Linked DNA regions of Zea mays: region 2 is linked to region 1. The links are chromatin contacts, called in public Hi-C maps. All regions are on one chromosome and are shown on one strand. Each heading gives the region's core, a stretch centred on a gene start, on an enhancer-like site or on the middle of the called end of the contact. The rest is flanking DNA. Distances are from core to core; before and after follow the strand shown. Region 1 holds the start of LOC100191251. Region 2 holds the start of LOC103631945 (glutaredoxin-C9).

Region 1 (4,837 bases), core at 1,542-4,041:
CCTAAGCTACAACGAGAAGACTGGGTTCGTTTCTCTTTCACATGTGGAATTCTTTTAATTTATCTACCAGGGAGATAGAATATATTGTAATAATTGCATAGTACGATGCATGCAGAAATGGCAGGAATCCTTTAGCCATAATCTTGGCACCAACAAGAGAACTTGCTCGGCAGGTTGAGAAGGAGTTTAGAGAATCTGCTCCCTTGGACACCCTCTGTGTATATGGAGGTGTTCCTATCAATCAGCAAATGAGAGCTCTTAACTATGGTGTTGACATAGTGGTCGGAACACCAGGTCGAGTTATTGACCTTCTGAGAAGGGGTGTTTTAAACCTTTCACAGATCCAGTTTGTGGTCCTAGATGAAGCTGATCAAATGCTGGCTGTGGGTTTCGATGAAGATGTTGAGGTGATCATGGAGCAATTGCCACAGAATCGTCAAAGCATGCTGTTCTCTGCAACAATGCCTAGTTGGATAAGAAAAATTTCGAACAAGTACTTAAAGGATCCAGTTATAATTGACCTTGTGAGTGACTTCTTTTATTATTTGCGTGTGATTTTTGTCTTACTTTCTCTAGCTTGTCTTGTGACAATCGTGCATTCTTTTGTATGCATGTATATATGAAGTCCTGCATTGAATAGATCTTCCTGGGTCTAGAAACATTGCTGAAGCATCTGATGAACACCAACACTTTCATTTATAAAAAGTATACCAAATCAGCACCTGGACATTATCTGGATTTCTTCTCAGCACAGCAATGGTACATTTTAAGGGGGCATTCCCTGACATTTGCTTCCCTTCTTTCTCAGGTTGGTGACTCAGATCAGAAATTACCTGAAGGAATCTCTCTCTATTCCATTGCCTCTGATAACTTCGGGAAGCCTTCAATTATTGGTCCCTTGATTAAAGTGAGTATCCCTCCTAAATGCACATGTGTTTTATGATTTACATGCCAAAAAACAGTACATAACCATTTCCCCACTCATGTCATTAGGAGCATGCCAATGGTGGAAAATGCATTGTGTTTACTCAAACTAAACGGGAAGCAGATAGATTGGCATATGTCATGGGAAGGAGTTATCAGTGCCAGGCACTGCATGGGGATATTTCACAGAATCAAAGAGAGAGGACACTTTCAGGATTTCGTGATGGTCGTTTTAATATCCTTGTGGCAACTGATGTCGCAGCTCGTGGATTGGACATACCCAACGTTGATCTAGTGAGTGACCTGGGGTATACTATGTGCAAATATTTATCACAAACTTTTTTTGTCGTCCAGAAAATATGTCTGCTGACTCTTTTTGTGAGCATAGTTTTGAGTTTCCCCCCTTATATATTCAGGTGGTACATTATGAGATCCCAAATACATCGGAGTTATTTGTTCACAGATCTGGGAGAACTGCACGAGCAGGGAAGAAAGGCAGTGCAATTCTAATATACACGTATGAACAGACTAGAGCTGTAAGGGTCATCGAGCAAGATATAGGATGCAGGTTCACAGAGGTAGAGTACTTCAGGAACCAAGCTATCGAATCCTCATGAAGTTGTTTTTGTAGTTGAGATGAAATGTGGAAAACTTATCCACTTCCTTTTTTTTGCCGCTTGCAGCTTCCGAAGATGCCAGTTTCAGACGAGGCTGCAGACATGTTTAATGTCATGAGAGATACTCGCTCTAGATCAGTTGGAAGCAGAAGAACAGGTGGACCTTTTAGCCGTGAAGGTTATGGTGACTTTGAAGACCATCGTTCCAGAGGCTTCGGTGATTTTGAGAGATTTGGTGGTTCCTCTGACCGCGGCGGTGGATTCCGTGACTCAGGTTCAAGGTACCACGGTGGATCTGGAGGTTTCAGACGATCTTCCAGTGACTTTGGCAGGCCTAGCTTCAGTCGTTCTGATAGATTTGGCGACTTTGGAGACAGTGATTTCAGCAGACGTGGTAACGCTGACTTTGGGCGTTCCCGGAGCTCTGATGATTCAGGCTCCTCACGTTATCCAAGAGGCTATGGTGGTTCTGGCACGTCAGATTCCGGCAACTTCGGTGGCTTCAAGGGTTCCAAGTGATGAATCGGATAGGGTTTTCTTGTACAGTTCTGAACCTTTTCTAACACCTGTTGTATGTTCCTTCCCTGACCAAACCAGTAGCACTTGATTCACCCGTTGTTTCACGAGTAGTTTGGTGTTGTAGGCCTGTAGGGTTCTTTCAGAACTTCTGCACTTCTGATACAAGGTTGTTTCAGAACCTGCATCACTGTATGCTCTGATTCTGTTCTCTTTAAGGGTTGATTTGGTGACAAGGAGATCCTGAGAGGATTGGAGGGGATTGAGGGGGAAATAAACTAATTTCCTCCTCAATTCCCTCCGATCCTCCCAGAATCCCGGGTCACCAAATCAGCCCTAATAATCCTACGAAAGGATGGCTTTTGGTTTCTGTTCATGTACATGGAAATATTTGCAATTTCGCCACTCCCAACTGTTGACACTTTGCTATTTTGCTATCTCTGTCTATGATTTGTGGGTCCATGTCTATGATTTATGGACCGGTGTCAAATTAGCAAAGACCACTGCCGATGGTGTATTGCTTGTAGATCTGTTCCATGATCTCAACTGTCACAGAACACAGAACTTCTGCGATATATGATTGATTTTCCTAAAAGAATGAATTTGTTCTCCATCTATTCATCTAACATGGAAATGTTCTGTTTCAGGTTAAATCTTAAATCCTCCCGGGGAGCCTGGAGGCCAGATATTTTTACCAACGACCACAAGCGCAGATGGGCTAGCCCAAAATCGTCCAGGGCCCAAGAAAACGAACAAAAGTGCACGGGCTTCCTCTTTCCTGCCAGGAGAGGCACCCACGACGGCGACGCATTGGATTGGCTTGGGACAGAACGAGCGACGGCGAGGAGACGGCGATAAGATTTGCTACACCTCGGACTGTAGCTGGGAGACTGCACGAACGGCGGCGTCCACGAGTCACGAGGAGCCCAGAGGCTTCTTCACAGCAGCAGCGGCAGGTCCGCTGATGCCAGACTCCCCCCAGCTCCACCAACCGCCTCCCCCTCCCGCGCCGCCGCCGGCCAGCGCAACACCAGCCGCGCCAGCGGCAGCAAATGCGCAACCCAAGCTGGTACTCCGCTGCCGCCCACCATTGCTTCTTCTATTCTCCTTTTCCGCGGGGGAAAAAAAAGTCGGATCTTTGATGAGGCTTTTGCTGCTGCTTGCATTGTTCCTTTTGTCCAGACTGCCGTGAAGCTGAGGATGATCATCAAGGGCGTGCTCGGGCGGTACCAGCGCTGGAACCCCGTGCACCCGACGGCCGGCACCTTCTGGGGTGTGGGGCTCGGCGTCGGCTGTGGCGTCGGCTGGGGCCCCGGCTTCGGGCCTGAGGTGATTGGGTACGTAGGCGCCGGGTGCGGCGTGGGGTTCAGCGTTGGGTTCACGCTCGCCGGCGTCGGCATCGGCCTGCCGCAGCACAGCCTCATCAGGAACCACGACCACGGTGGTAATTAGTCATGCTCTGTTATTGCGTCCCCTTCAATAAATAATCCATGTGCACCACGGTTGGTATTGGTGTACTAATTCTTGGATCCAGTGTGAGTTTCAGTTAGTGTAGTGCAGTAGTGCTTTTATTATCTCTACCTGATTGTTGTGAGAAATAGAATGGAAATATTTGGGCAAGTAGCAATCAATTAATTGGTGATTTGGTGGAAACAAATGTCTGTAGTTGGATATTCAGTCAACCATGCTTCACCTGTCCTTGCCAGTGTTAGTTGGTGCACATGATTTAGCAACCTGACAGTATGCTATCATTACTGATGCACAATTAGCAGGCCTCACCGCCTCAGTGCAGGCCCGATTATTTGTTGCTATTCCCGACCTTTGTGTACAAGCATCTGACACATGAATGACGGACAGATCTGCCTTCTGAATTTCACCTACAGGTTTTGCGAGCAGCGTCCCTGTTGATTCAGCGAGATTCTACGCCCTAACCATCATCAGAGGTCTGGTATGGGACGCCATCAGCTACGTGGGCAATGCAGCGGCTATGAGGAAAGAATCTCGACAGAAGCTTCCGAGGTTCCAGGACAGCCCTCAGGTTCCAGGAGGAGTTGATCTGCCGAAGCTGGGGAAGGGCGTGTCGAGTAGCATCCGGTCCACGGTAGAATGCATCAGGGCCTTCAAAGATCAGCGTTGGCCTCCTTAAAAGACTCGTTGGAAATCAAAGCTGGTTTCAAGTTGAATGGTACCGCCATGGGAACTTAAACATGGTGATATACAAGTTTTTGTTTTTTGTTTTGTTTTGTTTTGATATGGAAGGGGAAATTAGTTGTTCTAGCTGGAAATGTTAGTCTGCATTCTAGATATTATTTTTGTTATGTGGATGCATCTGTAAATATGACTGCTGCTCTTTTGCTCCCTCCTTATTCAAGCACTGTGAAACAGGGATTGTAGCACGAAATAGAATAGAATTCCCCTCTTAAATTAACCATGTAGCCCTACATCTGTGCTGGTCTGTGGATGCCATGGAAGTTTGAAAGCGTATAATTGAGGCATGCCTTCGGTGCAGCCGTCTTCTGATTGTTTGGACGTTTTAGCAGCTTCTGATTGTGTTTGGAGGCGAGCGAATGATGGAGATAGCTCTCAAGGATTTCGGAACTCTGAAGGCATGCATGCGTTCTGGCTCTCAAGGACCAGGAGTAGGCTGTAGGCTGCGTATGAGTGCACATGCTGACTGGTCCGTGTACAGGAGCAGGCTGCCGCAGCAAAACCAGCAAGATGGCTAGCACAGTAGGTTTGGTGCCGCATGGCCCCAGTGTCCCGTGCATTCATGGTATGGT
Region 2 (4,837 bases), core at 604-3,103, 450 kb before region 1:
GCTCTGGCTCCTGCTCCCTGACATCAGCTAGCTAGGGCCCCGCCCGGGGGAGCGTCGCCGTCGCGCCCTCCTCTGCCTGCTGATGCACCGCCGCCGTCTCCATGAGGTGGAGTTTATTGAAATACAATGTGAATTCTAGCGCGAGTCTTGCGTGTGAATTTTAGCGCGAGTCTTGCGAGGACGTCTGGAGGCACATGTGCAGGTCGGGTTATATCAATTAGTGGATTTATTTTCATATTAGACTATAGTTTGTCCGTCGTATATATATACAACTTATAAGTCGCACGAGAAGGTATTTTCTATGTTCTATAAGCTCTCATCGTATAATGAAGATTGACGATTGACGCTCGTGTTTTTTCTTCCTATAAAGTCTTTTCACGTAAAATTTTGTGCATTGTGTTTGGTCCATATTTGCTAACTGTACGTAGTTTGAAGTTTCCATGGTACCTCACAACACTTGATGAGCGAATTACTATGGTCATTAGTGCAGCCCCAACATGCATAAAGCTAGAAACCATGGATAGCTTGTATGTTTATTATAGTATTATGTATTTTTTTATGTCTAACAGTCTAACACCGCCAGCTCATCAAAAGCCGTACGTACGTCTTGCTCTAGTTCGAACGATCCCGTTTTGGCTGGTTGCGTTGCGTTGCGTCCCCGTACGTCGTTGATGTCTCGACGACGTACGTACGTACGTACGCTTTTACAAGGCTGCTGACTGGCCCCCGGCTGCTGCTCTGTGACCTCAGCCGGGGGCATCGCCGGCCGCCGCCCTCCTCGATCTGCCTGCACCGGCCGGGGCACCGTACGTCCACGTCCGGTTAAGATCGATGATATCCATGGATCGGAGTGCAATAATCGATGCACCATCATATATCGGCGACGTCGTGCGCTGCTGCATTAATTGCAGCAGGCGATTGCAGCATTACTCGATCTCTCTCATGCATGGGCACGGAACAGAACAAGAGCTAGCTAGCTTAGTAGAGGTTACATTAAAACGCAAGCTAAGGTAGTAAGTGAGTAACTAACTAAGGTCTAAGGGGCAGCGATCGATCGCATGCACGGAGATGGACACCCACACACACACACTGTTGCAGTGGCCGATCGACGACGACGACGGCGGCGGCGCGATCAGAGCCAGAGCGCGCCGGCCTGCTTGAGGAGCGGGACGAGGGTGCCGTTGATGTGGCACGCCATGACCTTCTCGACGCCGCCGAGGAGGCGTCCGCCCACGAAGACGACGGGCAGGGGCGGCTGGCCCGGCGGCAGCAGCTGCGCCAGCGCCGCCTGGATCTCCCTGCCCCCGCCGCCGCCGGCGGCCATCTGGTCGAGCTCGTACACGGTGGGGCCGACGCCGAGGCCCAGCAGCAGGCGCTTGACGACGTGGCACATGCAGCAGCCGCTGGCGCTGAACACCACCACCGCGTTCCCGCCCGCCATGCGCGCCACCCGCTCGTACACCGCCAGCGCCGACGCCGAGTGCGGCGCCGCGGCCACCATCGTCGTCGTCGTCGGCGCGGCATCCGCCCCGGATGCCGCCGCCGCGTCCGCCACCACGCCGCCGCTCACTCCCGACTCCTGCTGCTGCTGCTGCACCTCCATCCGCAGCATCTTCGTTCTTCTTCTTCTTGGAGGCTTTGGACTGTCGTCGCTCGCCTGCCTTGTTGGTCGTGCGTGGACTAGCTAGGGACTGGTTTCTTCGGTCGTGGAATGTTCCGGCCGGTGATGAGGTGTGTCGTTGGCACGGCGAAGGCCGGGGGGGCAATGGGCATGCAGTGGGAGGAAGACGGGCCGGGGGTGCGCTTTTATAGGCCGCCTGGGCCGGCATGGGTAGGATCGGAGCCGAGGAGGGTGTAGCTTGTATGCATCTGGTCGAGAGATGCTCGCTGCCTGCTGCTGCGTGGAGTGGAGTAGTGCCTGGGACGTCGAGGAGGACTCGTAGTACCGTAGCTACTGCTACAGGAACAGAACAGGACTAGCTAGGACCGGGAATGGAATGGCGAGAGGTGGTGGCCTGGCCCTCCTGCTCTGCTGGTTCCTGGTTGGGGGATCCGTTCCGGGTCAAAGCTAGGCGCGACATGGATCGCTTTTTCGCAGAGGCTGTGTCCCGCGCCCGGGGTGACCGACCTCTCTCTCTCTCTATCTATCTATATCTACTTCTCTCTACCCAGTAGTACAGTACAGTACCCACCCGGCACCCCCCGCATCCGCAACGAACAAGGGCGGCAGGCCAGGCCGCAGGGACAGACCAGGGTACGCAACGCACTCCTACGGTTGCATTGCATGCACTAGTACGACGCCTGCCTCATGCACCAGCACCACCACGCAGCGGCGGCAGGGGCAGAGCGAGGAGGGCAAACGCAAGGACGGGGCTCGTTAAAGTGACTGTTGCAAGCGCAACTGGGCGCCAGCCAGCAGTGGCTTTTTTCGCGTGGGGTGAGCTAGGCCGATGAGGATCAGACGGACCTGACCATCTATCTATCTATCAGTCAGTCAGGCATGCACACCCCATCAGGCCATCAGAGAGAGAGAGAGAGATGGGAAAAAGGCCGCCGGGCAGTGCTCTGCTGGCGTTGGCGTTTGTTGCCATATGACCATGGGTATATATGTACATACACTTCGTTGGCCGTATCGTGGGAGTCTAGAGGAGAGAGGAGACGAGATACGTCAGTGATTCGTGGTGGTTCGGCCGCCGACACGGAGCCGACAACGCCACGTCCCGCGAATTCGTCAGCCGCCACGCCAGTCGCCAGGACACACAGCGGCCAGGCGCGGAACACACACACACAGCACAGCCGCCCCTCTGTCCGCCCGCGACCGCGACACCCAGCTCGCCCGCCGCCGCCGCCCGCCCGCCCGCCCCGGCCTCGACCACCTCGAGCCAGACTGCCAGAGAGCCTGCGCGGGACAAAGGCCATATGGCATGTCCCGGCCGCGCGGCGTGCGTGACCACGTACGGCCCGGTGCGTGTGCGCACAGCATAGCATTAGCATGCACGCGTACGGGATCCAGTGCGCCGCGCACTACTACTCCCCCTTGCTTTCTCATTGCTTTGTGGTAGATCGAGGTCGAGGACGACGACGTACGTGGACCACCACCTACCTACCCTGAACCCTGATCGTCGATCGACGTACCTGATCGACCTGACCCGAGACAGAGACATACACAGACACCGCGCCCTGTGCCGCGCTTCTTCTCCTTGTCTTTCTCTCCGGGCCGGACGAATGCAACCACATACCGACTCGATCGATCTCGCTCGCCTCCGTCGCCGTCGCCGTCGCGGGCGCCGCGCGCCGATGCCGATGGATGCATGCAGAGACCCAGCTAGCTAGTACTGGCTACTACCGCTGCGTACAGTACAGCGTGCCTGTTTGACGCCATCCGCTTGTGCGCTTCTGTTGTGTGCCCTTTCCCCTCTCCTCGCCGCATGCAGGTGGTAGTACACACGTCGCATAGTACGCCATCGCACCTCCATCCTCACCACCGGTACGGCTCCTCCGATAAAATGGTGCTATCTGCAGGTTGCCTCGTCAACACTATCTCTGTGATTGGTTGTCCAGCTCCAAGGCCCAGGGCTCCTCACAAGCGTTCACCGCGCCGTGTTTCTCGTTAGGGCTTGTCCGGTGATTCCTATCATATGTGGATCGGATAAGATTGGATAAAATTATGAAAGATTTTGACTTGTTTAGGATTGAAACACATTCAATCCATATGGATTGAGAGCAAAACAAATAGACCCTTAGTTGGCTGCACCTGCACGACAGCGATCGAGCATGTACGTCCAGGTGGAGGCGAAACCATTTTACACTCGTTGGTCTGCATGCGTTGGGAGCGTGGCCCTGTAGCTACCGGTAACCAATCAGGAGGTATGTTTTGAGATATCAAAAATAAACTTTAGACCGTCTCCCCAACCGTATGAGAAAATCTCAACTTTTAGGGCTAGTTTGCAAGCAAAAAAACCGGATATGCTAAAATCACTTCCTTTTATGGTATTTTAGCACATCTAATCTCCTCCGATTTTATTACTCTCAAACTAGCTCTCGAGGGCTTGTTTGGGAGAAGAATATCGAAGGAGATTGAAGGAACTAAAATCCCTTTACTATTCAAATGGATTTTATCTACTCCTATCTCCTCCGGTGTTATTGCTCTCAAACAAGACATAAGGCTGGTTTAGTGACCAGTGAATTGACGAGGGAATTAGTTCATTCTCCCCTTAATTCCCTTCAATCCTTCTCAATTCCCTTATCAAAGAGATTGGAGGGAATCGAGGAGAAAATTAGTTTATTTTCTCCTTAATCCTCTCCAATCCATATCAATTCACTTGTCACCAAACAAGCCCTTATATGAGTATTGATCACCGGTCTATATTGTTGGTGTTAGTAACCCTAACTAAAGAGTCTGTATCCTTTGATTTAGGTTGGTAACACTAACCCAGACTAAAGAGTCTACATTACTCTCGGTTGGTGTTACCAACCCCAGCTAAAGAGTCTGGACCCTTTACTCGAACACACTAGTTCAAAACACATAGTGTCAGCTCAATTTCATTCACACATCACGAGTAGAGTTCTTTCATAGATGGATTGACATGATCAGATTGAACCAACAAATATATCGACAATACTGTCTAGAGACAACCCTTGTCACGGTCACCTTTTGTCACGGCTCGGCCGAACCAAAGGTCGATGCCATGGGTTGGGCGCCATCGGGCCTGGGCCCTTTGGCCGAACTATATGTCGAGAACCGAACCAGTGGTAGAGCAGAAGTAACATTACATTGTTCGGGCAGTGTTCGGGCAGTGTCAACCAGACCGTGCATGCATGCACGCCAGCATGCTGC

Evidence for each region. A called contact is a pair of places that touch in the nucleus more often than the background predicts.
Region 2: a contact with region 1 is called in a Hi-C map of tassel, with 1.9 times the contacts expected there. The contact joins the promoter of LOC103631945 here to the promoter of LOC100191251 in region 1. A contact is called at or near these places in 3 of 25 Hi-C or Micro-C datasets (ear, leaf and tassel).

The regions. Positions count from the first base shown.
Region 1 is chr7:5,118,384-5,123,220 of Zm-B73-REFERENCE-NAM-5.0, reverse strand. It overlaps LOC100191251, which reads left to right and starts at 2,791. Exons shown (of 2, transcript NM_001136685.1): 1 at 2,791-3,501; 2 at 3,941-4,478. The coding sequence starts at 3,258. The coding sequence ends at 4,203. It overlaps LOC100281387 (nucleolar RNA helicase 2), which reads left to right. Exons shown (of 7, transcript NM_001154305.2): 2 at 1-24; 3 at 116-524; 4 at 809-907; 5 at 994-1,218; 6 at 1,341-1,502; 7 at 1,608-2,273. The coding sequence ends at 2,060.
Region 2 is chr7:5,563,859-5,568,695 of Zm-B73-REFERENCE-NAM-5.0, reverse strand. It overlaps LOC103631945 (glutaredoxin-C9), which reads right to left and starts at 1,853. Exons shown (of 1, transcript XM_008653797.3): 1 at 886-1,853. The coding sequence starts at 1,612. The coding sequence ends at 1,133.